Linked DNA regions of Triticum aestivum: all the other regions are linked to region 1. The links are chromatin contacts, called in public HiCAR-type maps. All regions are on one chromosome and are shown on one strand. Each heading gives the region's core, a stretch centred on a gene start, on an enhancer-like site or on the middle of the called end of the contact. The rest is flanking DNA. Distances are from core to core; before and after follow the strand shown. Region 1 holds the start of LOC123128463 (probable RNA-binding protein ARP1). Region 2 holds the start of LOC123131015. Region 3 holds the start of LOC123128466 (pterin-4-alpha-carbinolamine dehydratase 2, mitochondrial).

Region 1 (3,492 bases), core at 561-3,060:
CGCTTTACACCGCATTCCCGCTGGAAGCCGCTTCAAATCGAAGCCAATTCTTTCCCAATATGCAGCAACAGCAAAATGCTAGCTCAGACCCGTCCGTCATAACCACCGTTGATGCTCCCCAAAAAAGATCAAATCTGTAACGGGTTTCTATATCAATGTTTCCATGCTTTAACCATGAAATTGGCATATGTTTGACTCGAGAACTCTAGTTATATCTTCAGGCACAAGACTGAAAACTGAAAATCAATCATAGTCAAATCTTCAACTGAAGAAGAAGAGCTATATATACTTGTGGAGGCCGGAGTGGTAACTGATACGTAGTGGTCAAAATCAGTACTGTATAGCAGTAACTGAATGCAGAGGCCAGGCTGGCGAGGCACGACCCGACCCAACCCAGCCCAGCAGAGCACAGCCATGAGGCATGAGTGTGCATGTCTGACAGCCGGAGCATGCCGCCCCTCCCAATGCAGGCCAAAGTGCTCCAAGTCGTCGTCCTGCTCCGTCTCGGCTGGCGCCCCAGTCTTTTAAAGCTTTGAGCAGCTGGAGCCGGGCCCCGCCCGCCCGTCCGGCCATTAACGATCCTCTTATCCTAACCCGCTGGCTAACACGCAAGTAGGAGGAGGAGAAGGAGAAGGAGAGACGCGAGCCCTAATCAAGCTTATCCTGCTAATTGCGTACGGCCGATCCCCGCTGATCATGTCCCGGTTATTTACTGCCATGCACATGCGCGAGCAAACGATGGGAGAGGGGGGAAAAAGGAGGGCATTGATTCGGTGTTTTTTTTGTTATACTGTTGCTCACCTCTCTGCGGCGACGGTCGCGGCGGGCCCATGGACGCAATGTTGCAGTTGGCGCGCCGGCCGGCGATCATCGGGTTCGGGTTCTGCACCGCCTGCTGCGCCGCCTCCGGGTCCCGGAACGTCACCTGCGGAGAGAAGAGAAGATGGGAACGCGCCCGATGAGAACGACGCACGGATCGCCGGCGATGGCGTATGTATCGGCGAGAGGGAGGGAGAGAGGGGGGAGGGAGGAGGACGTACGAATCCGTAGCCCTTGGATCGGCCGGTTTCGCGATCGGTGATGACGACCGCCTCGAGTATCTCGCCGTACTCCCGGAAGTGGTCGTGCAGCCCCGCGGACGGCGTCTCCCACGCCAGCCCGCCGACAAACACCTTGGTCAGCGTCGTATCGCCGAACCGCGACCGGTGGTACGGCACCCCGCCGCCGCCGCCTCCTCCTCCGCCGCCTCCGCCCGGCGCCTGCGCCGGTGACGAGGCGCCGCCAGCGGGGGACGACGACGATGCCGCCGCCGTCGCCGCCATCTCTTCTTCTAGCTCTAGGACGCAACCACGCGGCACCGCGCACGCGAAGTCCTCCTCCTCCTCCCGGCCTTGCTGTTTGGGTCTCGAGGGGAGTCGCCAAGTAAAACCGGGATGAAACGAACTATCGATAGCTGAGCTACCCTGGACTCTTAAGGAGACTTTACCCGATTGGTACGCGGTCAGCAGTGCTTTTGGCCGGGACGGCTTGGTCCGATCCGGCTCCGGCTCGCGCCCTTGCACAGACACCTCCCGCCGCCTGTCCCCGCTAATTGATCTCTCCTCTCGCTCGGGGTGGAAAGATGCGCTTCCATAACACGCCTCGCCCTCCTCTCTCTGCCTGGGAAGAGACGAGACGGGGGAGGAAACGATATCTGTATGTCTACAACTAGGAGAGGGGGAGGGGGCGGCCGTGCGCTGGACGAGAGGGCTCCGGGGTGGGATGACAGCTGCATGACCTTTTCTAGCCCTCGTTTCCAATGGGTAGCTATAATAAGATCCCTCGACGCCTCCCTCCTGTTTGTATTCCATTGTGTGCGTTCAAATCCAATTCTTTTTCTCGATAGAGAGAGAGATAGAGGCGCTGGAGTCGTATCATCATCGTAGCAAGCCAGCCAGCCACCTTCCCCCACTTGGGCGGGCGATTCGCGCTGCCCCGACCTGTCCCTCTCGCGCGCCTCTCGGCCGGTCGATCGATCCATCGATCCAGGCACGTCTGCTGCTGCTGCTACGCGCGCGCGTGTGGTGCGCGGGCTAGCGAGCGAGCTAGGTGCACCACCTCTCCGGTTGCGGTTGCTTGCGGGCTTGCTTCTCCTCCGGCTTGCCCGCGTCGGACACGCCACTTTGGTTTTCGCCTCGTGCGGAAAGCCCCACACGCTAGCGCCGTCGGACGGTACCGCGGCGAGATTAGCCCGAGCAGGAACCAACGCCGACCTCGCTAGCGCTAATGGGGGTCTAGCTGATTAAACACTAGTAATGAAAGCGCGGTGATGTATACGGAATATGTACCCGGGGTTACGTATACGCGTACGTGTACCGGTCGTCATTTCTTGACTGTGTGTATATGATAATTTATTGGGGAGGGAATTTGTGTGGAAAGAGCAACCGGGAGCGAGCTGTCGTGGATATCACTAGGGGGAGTTGTCCATGCATCGTTGGCGACTCTTCCAGGCGTTGACCGTGGAGGTGGTCGTTTCTCTCTGGCAGGGCAGGGCAGGGAGGAAGGTACGTCGTTAGTTAGTCGTTATTATCCACGAGACGAGATTAGCAGCGTCATCGGCGCGACGTCAGTGGCGCGTCCGTCCGCTGTGCTAGCTGGTGCATTGCTGCCGTGGACGCCATTACCAGATTATCAAGGGGCGTTCGCCTTGGCCTCTCGGCCAACCTTTGATGATGACCCACGGTGGCTGTTCTAAGACTAATGTAAAATTCCTGCTCCTGTACTAGCTTGTATGTTGGTTTGCGGGTAAAATATCCGATTAATAGGATCGGTGAAGTTCCACCTGAGAGCTTATGCATAGGTTCTTGGTTCGGTATATGTAATCTCGCTGTCTCTTCTCGCTTATTCTATGCCACATCACTAAAAAAGATTCTATGCAGCAATTATTACCGCAACTGTTGAAGATGCTCTAGACGGCCAAAGTACCCTCCTAAGGGTCGTTCTACAAAAAAATAAAGTTGCATGGAAATATTGTATTCAACATTAGGTGTTACACATTTCTAACACTTCGCCTCATAATTTTAAAACAAGTATCTAGAGTCCATATGAAAATCCAAGCCCAAGAAGAATTTTTAGCGGCAAACCACCTTTAACAAACTTGTCGCCAGGAATCTTGGAGTCGGGAGTAGCCCTTTGAGGCTACACCATCTCGTTCTTCTTTATGAGTGTTCTCAACATTCCTTCTGGTATGTGCGAATGACAAAATGCATGTCGTTTCCATGAATTAAAAAAGATCCGGTAAGCGAGCATTCGGTCCATAGTCTTTTAGCAACCTAATGCTCCGTTATCGTCATGTGGGACTAGGTGATTGGCAGCAGGAGAAAGAAGAGGGAGGAACATGGAAATAGCAAAGAATAAGGAGAAATGAATAATAAGAGGGAGGGAAAGAATTGATTGGCGAGGACAACAACGAAAACAATGACTATGGATGAGTTCCCCACCGAGATTAAGATG
Region 2 (3,492 bases), core at 646-3,145, 210 kb before region 1:
CTTTAATATTTTATACAGTATAAACATTAAACATATACTAGTACTTTATACCCCCTATAAATTCTTTGAATAAAGAAAACATAATTTCAAAAGGCATTCATATAATCCATGAATTGAAAGGAAAAGTTCACAAAATGTAAAAAGTTCATGAATTCCAAAAAAGTTCATCAAATTTGAAAAAAGTTCATCGAATTTGAAAAAGTTTCATAAAATTTGAAAAAAAGTTCATTGAATTTCAAAAAAAGTTCAAAAATTTATAAAAAAGTTCATCGATTTAATAAAAAATCACAAATTTAAAAGAAAACGTTCATGCATTTTAAAGAATCATGCAATAAGGAAAACAAAAAATGATGAGGGAAAAAGAATAAACCAAGTTGAAGAAAAAAAGAAAAAGAAAAATGAACTAAGTCTACACTCGCGGGTGGATAGCCTGTTGGCTAGACCCAAGCGCTTACAACAAAAGTGTTGCGAGTTTGAACTCCCATCCCAGCACTCTTTTTGACCTTTCAAAAAACAAGAAGAACTTGAAGGAATAAAATAGAATGGGCCGACCCAGTTTGGACTCCTGGTGCCCGTTTGTTTGCAAATTACATTGTAACGGGCGCCTGCAGCGCCAAATAAGAAATGCCATTAATGAAGCGCTTTCCAAGACAAAGAAAGAAAGAAAAAGAACCAATTCGTCTACCTAATAATGGCCCAAATGATTTTGTCCTCACTCGATGGGGACCTCCTATTGGGCGCGTAACGCGTTGCGAAGAAAGCGAGTGCACACCCCCCTTGCCCCCCTTCACGCCCTTGTGGGCGGGCCCATGAGCGGGCCGGGACGCCGCCTGTTTTTCCTTTTTTTCAATAAATTGGGGTAGCAAAAATTTATAAAAAATATATATAAAAGTTGTGAATTAAAAAAAACAATCATGAATTCAAAACAAAATGTTCATTAGTTTAGAAAAATGTCCGGGAACTCAAAAATTGTTCACGAATTTGAAAAAAACTTTTCATGAATAAAATTTTTCATTATTTCAAAAAATGTTCATGATTATCAAAAAATGTTCGTCAATTTGAAAATTATTTATGAACTTCTAAGTAATGTTCATGTTTTAGAAAAAACTTTCATGAATTTAAAAATGTTCATCATTTAATAAATATTTGGGAATTCGAAAATATGTTGACGATTTAAGAGAATGTTCATGAATTTACAAAAAAATTCACGATTTCTAGTTATTTTGTGATTGTTAAAAACTATTCGTATTTTCAAAAAATGTTCATGATTTAAGAGGTTGTTCAGGATTTTTTTTAAAAGTTCACAATTTCTAAATAAATGTCAATGAATTTAAAAACTGTTCATTTTTTCTGAAAATGTTCACAATTTTAAAAATTCACGAATTTAAAGATTTTCGTACATTGAAAAAACAAGAACTAAAATGAAATCAGAAAAATAGAAAATAAAATAAAAACGAAAATAGAACAGAAAAAGGAACAAAAATTAAAAGGAAAAAAGTAAAAGAAAGAAAAACAGAAAAAAAAAAGGTCCAGGAAAGTTTCTAGAATCTTCCCAAAACCGGTTGGGGTTGAAACCCGGAAATGGGCAAGGTCCATAGAAACACCAGCGCGCGAGGTCGCTCCGCGGCGACCCGCGCGTTAAATAGGAGCCATCCACTGGGTGGTACCCTAACTGGACCCATTGATTATGGGAACCCATGCTATCGAGCCCTTATGTCTTCGGGCCCATATTCCGACCCAACAAACCAGTCCCTTAAGATCCCGTCCCCAATCTCGCCCTGCCCTCCGCCGCCCGTGATCTGCTGCTGCTTCATCTTCGCCCGGCTTGATCGAAAGGCAACCACTATTTCTTTTCTCTGTACATACATGGTTGTTAATCGTACCTGATTTAATTTTTCAACTTTCTGATTTCTTCTATATTTATTACTCAGGATATCTGCCTCCATTGATCCATCGGCGACGAGGACAGGGTAATTCAACTTGGAGCCATGGGGTCCGGCGGTTTCTGAATCTGTTCATGGCGAACCGCCCGGGCTGCATGTATTCGCTGCGCCGCTTCGATCTGTCCCGCAACCAGTTTTTCTACTCAACACCGGAAGAAGTAGCTTTACATGGGCGAGTCCTGCCGCCGATACAAAGAGATTCTTCATCATCCCTGAGCAAGGCCAGCGGCAGGGTCAAGAAGCAGCAAGCCTCAGAGATTCGGACGATTCGGTTGCCGTCACCACTCGTCAACATGCGGCCGGCGCCATACCCGAAGCCTAAGTCCGACGAACTCAGACTGGATGTGTTCGCTCTCTCGGAACGCAACATCGTGTTCGCAGACCGCCAAAGACACGTCTTCACCTACGACACTGACTCGGAATGCTTGGTCACCATGCCCAACCTCCACGCTCCCAAGGTTGATCCATTGGCCATCTCTATTCCTCGTCCCGGAGGTGGTGAAGGCAGCCTCTACATGATCGAGAGGCTGCTATGTCCTGGCAAGAGCTTCCAGTTCGAGGCCCTTGTGTCCGGCCAGCACTACAATGAGTCCCATCCCTGCAGGACCTGGCAATGTGACGAGCTCCCGCTGCCGCCACTGGAAGAAGAAATATTCATCGACTCCTGTGCAGTGGTGGGCAACGTCATCTGCATCTCTGCATCTGGCTTTGGCAGCTACTGCTTTGACACGCTGAGCCACTCCTGGAGCCGTGTTGGTGACTGGGTGTTGCCCTTCTTTGGCACCGCGTAGTATGTTCCCGAGCTCAACCACTGGTTTGGTGTCTCTGATCAGGACTACCACTTGCCTTGTGCGGCCGATCTCTCACCTGTCCTCACAGGGCAGCGGCCAGAGCCGGGCTTGATTTGGGCGGATAATTACCTGCCGGAGGAGTGGCATCATAGCGGCCTGTCGAATCCCGCCAAAATGGTCAGCCTGGGTTCTGGCAGGTTTTGCATCATCAGGTTTCTTGAGACTTTGTTACCCAGCCTCGATACTGAGCAGATATTTGTGGACAAACAGTATGCTGTCTTCACTGGTCTGGAGGTGGTGTTAACTGGCAAGGGCAACGGGAACGGCAAGGTCAACGCGAACGGCAACGGGAACAGCAACGGCAATAGGCTCCGTATGGTTAGGCACAAGACCAGACGCTGCAGGAATCGTGAGTCCAACCTCATCGAGTGTATGCTCTGAAGTCTCGTATGCATCATCCTTTAATTTGTATTGCCTCTTATGTGAGAATATAGTCTCTAGATATCTTTGAACAATCTTCGGATCTTCGGACTCTTATTGCCTCTGTCTCATGTTGTTGAATTGCATTTTTTACATTCCAATTGGAACCTTCATGGTTGTCTGATTTTATTTCAGGCTTGACATCAGATTTACTGTTGAGCAACTATTTTGGACTAATGGAAATCACTTGCAAAGATTAATAACATAAAAAGGTCCCTTGCGCGGCCCATTTTGGGAGAGGGCAGCGGCCGGCGTTTGGGGATGCTCACCTGCTTAGA
Region 3 (3,492 bases), core at 277-2,776, 150 kb after region 1:
TGAAATCCTAGAGTTAAATCTGAAGTCAAAATAACCATATGGAATACTTACTGACTGAGTGAGTCCACACATCAATTTTCACATTATTCCAACCAACAAGATGAAGATCTGGGTGGTGACCTGGAAAAGCATATCCATTTAAAGTTTTAAACATAATTTGCCAAGATTGTTACTGAAACAAAAAAAAAGTGCCAAGAAATTCGTTGGATTCTGGGTGAAATACAAAGTTTCTTGGCCAATTTCAGGGGTATTTTCCTTTAGAAATGTAGAAATACGATCTCTCATCATGCTAAATATAACTGCAAGACCAAATGCAACACATAGGTAGCAAAGTTTGAACAAAAGTAGTTTGATTATGACACCATGGATATATGAGGGGAAATATATCTTCTGAAAGCTTGGAGTCGTCCGTTGATAACATAACAGTTTAGGAGGTGCCACGTTTGGTGAGGACTGGGTAGCTATGCTGTCTATTATGTGGAGTCCAGTTAACAACACATACAATTAATATCACTGTGAAGAAGTGAAGATACTGGCATACTGAACATATATACTAGTTAGCAGCATTTACTTGTTGCGGTCTGTATGTGCCAAATGATATTGTTAAATATTGCAGTGGGGATTTAGGACTGTAGGACAGGAAGTGAATAACTCCTCTTTGATAATACTCCATCCGTATCAAAATACAACACGTTTTTTGATACTCCCTTTGTATCAAAAAGCGTCTTGTGTTTTGATACATAGGAGTAGTAAGCAGTACATCGACTTGCTGTGGCCTGTATGTGCCAATGATATTGTTAAATTCCAATGCGGTGAGAACAGGGGAGTTTAGAAAACTGAATTCTGAACAACGAGACAACGTGAATATGAAGAACAGAGCGAAAGAAAGGAGACCTTCTTCCTCGGCAACAGCAGCAACAAGCTGAAAGAACTCAAGCCCTTTGGCAAAGTTCTTCACCTTCCATGCCCTGTGCAATTTCGGAATGCCACCCTCATTTTTCACCTCCCAACCAGCCACCTGTTTTCAAGGGAGGTCAGTCGACATAGCTGGTCTTAATCAAGTTTTTTTTCTTTACTATAGCAAAGCATGAGAAGAAAAGAAAACCTGCTCTAGCAACGTTTTAGCAGAATCTTCTGACATGGCTTGTAAATCCTTTGAATTGCATGAGACACAGCTCCTTTTTGATAATTCTGCAAAAAAAAAAACGCATGCTTCTTTTGACAGGACTGCATAGTGATCCGTGGCCTCAAGCTCAGAAGCACACATCTGGGGAGGCCTAGATCGAGAGAGATTTAGAAAACGAACGGGGCAGCGGCGGCGGCGCGCGCTCACCGACTTTAGCCGCGGCCTCGTCCCCCGTCGCCTGCGAGGCGGAGCGGCCAGTGGGGGCGGACGCGCTGGGTGCCGCCTGGTCGCGGAGTAGGGTGCGCCCCTCCATCCCTGAGCTCCGGGGAGACAGCGGCGCGGTGCCGTGGCACTCCAGGTGAAGCTTCTATGTTCAGAGTTTTATTTTTTTGAGACACGTGTTCAGAGTTGAGGGAACGGTTGCGTCTACTAGGCACGGAAACGGAGAGACGTAAAGTACGCTTTCATCCATGTTTTACGGAAATACGAGTAGTACATTCCATAGGGCCAGCCACCTCTTCCCTCCCGAGTCCCGACTCTGCATTCGCCCCGTACAGTTCTGGCCCTAAACCAACCCCTGAACCCTCCCAATTCCCAAATCTAGTCGCCGACCTCGCCGCATCCTTCGCCGGAGACCCCAATGGAGGAAGGCAACGGGGCGCAGCCACCGCCCTTGCCTCCGCCCGAAGCCGCGGGGCATCTAGCTCTCGTCCCCATGGAGCAGGACGAGGACCAGGCAGCCGCGGCGGAGCCCATGGAGGACGGCGCGGCCGGGGGAGACGCCGCGGAGCCCATGGAGGAGGACGCGCCCACGTCCTCCCCGACCCCGTCCGCCCCCTCCACCACCGCGGCCGTCGACGACTCCACCGTCGCGCGGAAGCGCCGCCGCCGCAAGAAGCAGTTCCCCGGCATGATCCCCACGGCCGGCGTCCGCGTCCTCCGCGCCTCCTCCTCGTCGGGGGCCACCGCGGCGCATCTCGCCGGCATCCCGCGCCGCCGTGGCCGCCCGCCGACCAACTCCTCCCTCCGCCTGGCGCGGGAGCTGGATTCCGAGGCCACCATCGCGCTCGCGGCGGGGTTCCCCGCCGATACCCTCTCCGAGGACGAGGTCGCCGCCGCCGTCATCCCGCTTATCGGTGGCGCCGACCAGGCCAACTACCTCGTCGTGCGCAACCATATTCTCGCGCTCTGGCGCTCTAATCCCCTCTCCCCCGTCGCGGCCAACGCCGCGCTCGCATCCCTCCGCGCCGAGCACGCGCCCCTCGTCGCCGCCGCACACTCCTTCCTATCGGACCATGCCTACATCAATTTCGGCCTCGCCCCCTCCATTGTCTCCCTACCACCAATCCCCCCTCCCTCCCATCCTCCCCCTTCTGTCCTCATCGTGGGTGCTGGCTTTGCTGGCCTCGCCGCCGCACGCCACCTTATGTCCCTTGGCTTCAAGGTTGCCATTGTCGAAGGCCGACTCCGCCCAGGTGGCCGTGTGTTTACTAAGACAATGCGGTCCTCTGCAGCAGACTATCCTGACATTGCTGCTTCTGCTGATCTGGGAGGCAGTGTGCTCACTGGTATTAATGGGAACCCCCTTGGTGTCATAGCACGGCAGCTTGGGTTCCCACTTCACAAGGTGCGGGACAAGTGCCCGCTGTATCTTCCGGATGGCCGCCCAGTCGACCCTGACATGGATGATCGTGTTGAGGCTGCCTTTAACCAGCTTCTTGACAAGGTTTGCCAGCTGCGGCAGGTTATCGCAGATAGTGTTCCACACGGTGTGGATGTGTCACTTGGCATGGCACTCGAGGCATTCCGGGCAGCGCATGGTGTTGCCGCTGAGCCAGAGGAACGGATGCTTCTTGATTGGCATCTGGCCAACCTGGAGTATGCCAATGCCGCTCCTCTTGCTGATCTCTCCATGGCCTTCTGGGACCAGGATGATCCATACGAAATGGGTGGCGACCACTGCTTTATACCTGGTGGCAATTCCCAATTTGTCCGAGCACTTGCTGATGGCGTCCCGATATTCTATGGACAGAATGTGCGAAGGATACAGTATGGGTGTGATGGTGTGTTGGTCTACACTGATAAGCAGACATTCCGTGGTGATATGGCGCTCTGCACTGTTCCCCTTGGTGTGCTTAAGAAGGGGGACATTGATTTTGTGCCAGAGCTGCCAGTTCAGAAACGAGAGGCCATTCAGAGATTGGGTTTTGGGCTTCTTAATAAGGTTGTGATGTTATTCCCTTTTGACTTCTGGGATGGTAGGATTGATACATTTGGGCATTTGACTGAGGACTCTAGTCAACGAGGTGAATTCTTCCTGTTCTATAGCTATTCTTCAGTCTCAGGAGGTCCACTGCTTGTTGCCC

The links. HiCAR-type assays count read pairs that join an accessible place to other places.
Region 2: a HiCAR-type map of leaf shows a contact between it and region 1, with 6 times the contacts expected there. The contact joins the promoter of LOC123131015 here to the promoter of LOC123128463 in region 1. A contact is called at or near these places in 2 of 5 Hi-C or Micro-C datasets (both in leaf) and 1 of 1 datasets of contacts at active chromatin or transcription factors (leaf).
Region 3: a HiCAR-type map of leaf shows a contact between it and region 1, with 8 times the contacts expected there. The contact joins the promoter of LOC123128466 here to the promoter of LOC123128463 in region 1. A contact is called at or near these places in 2 of 5 Hi-C or Micro-C datasets (both in leaf) and 1 of 1 datasets of contacts at active chromatin or transcription factors (leaf).

The regions. Positions count from the first base shown.
Region 1 is chr6A:556,688,792-556,692,283 of IWGSC CS RefSeq v2.1, forward strand. It overlaps LOC123128463 (probable RNA-binding protein ARP1), which reads right to left and starts at 1,811. Exons shown (of 6, transcript XM_044548466.1): 1 at 1,041-1,811; 2 at 802-925. The coding sequence starts at 1,322.
Region 2 is chr6A:556,482,700-556,486,191 of IWGSC CS RefSeq v2.1, forward strand. LOC123131015 reads left to right here and starts at 1,896. Exons shown (of 1, transcript XM_044550790.1): 1 at 1,896-3,315. The coding sequence starts at 2,018. The coding sequence ends at 2,734.
Region 3 is chr6A:556,837,830-556,841,321 of IWGSC CS RefSeq v2.1, forward strand. It overlaps LOC123128466 (pterin-4-alpha-carbinolamine dehydratase 2, mitochondrial), which reads right to left and starts at 1,527. Exons shown (of 7, transcript XM_044548474.1): 1 at 1,334-1,527; 2 at 1,106-1,227; 3 at 895-1,018; 4 at 52-120. The coding sequence starts at 1,439. It overlaps LOC123128465 (lysine-specific histone demethylase 1 homolog 1-like), which reads left to right and starts at 1,644. Exons shown (of 1, transcript XM_044548468.1): 1 at 1,644-3,492. The coding sequence starts at 1,767.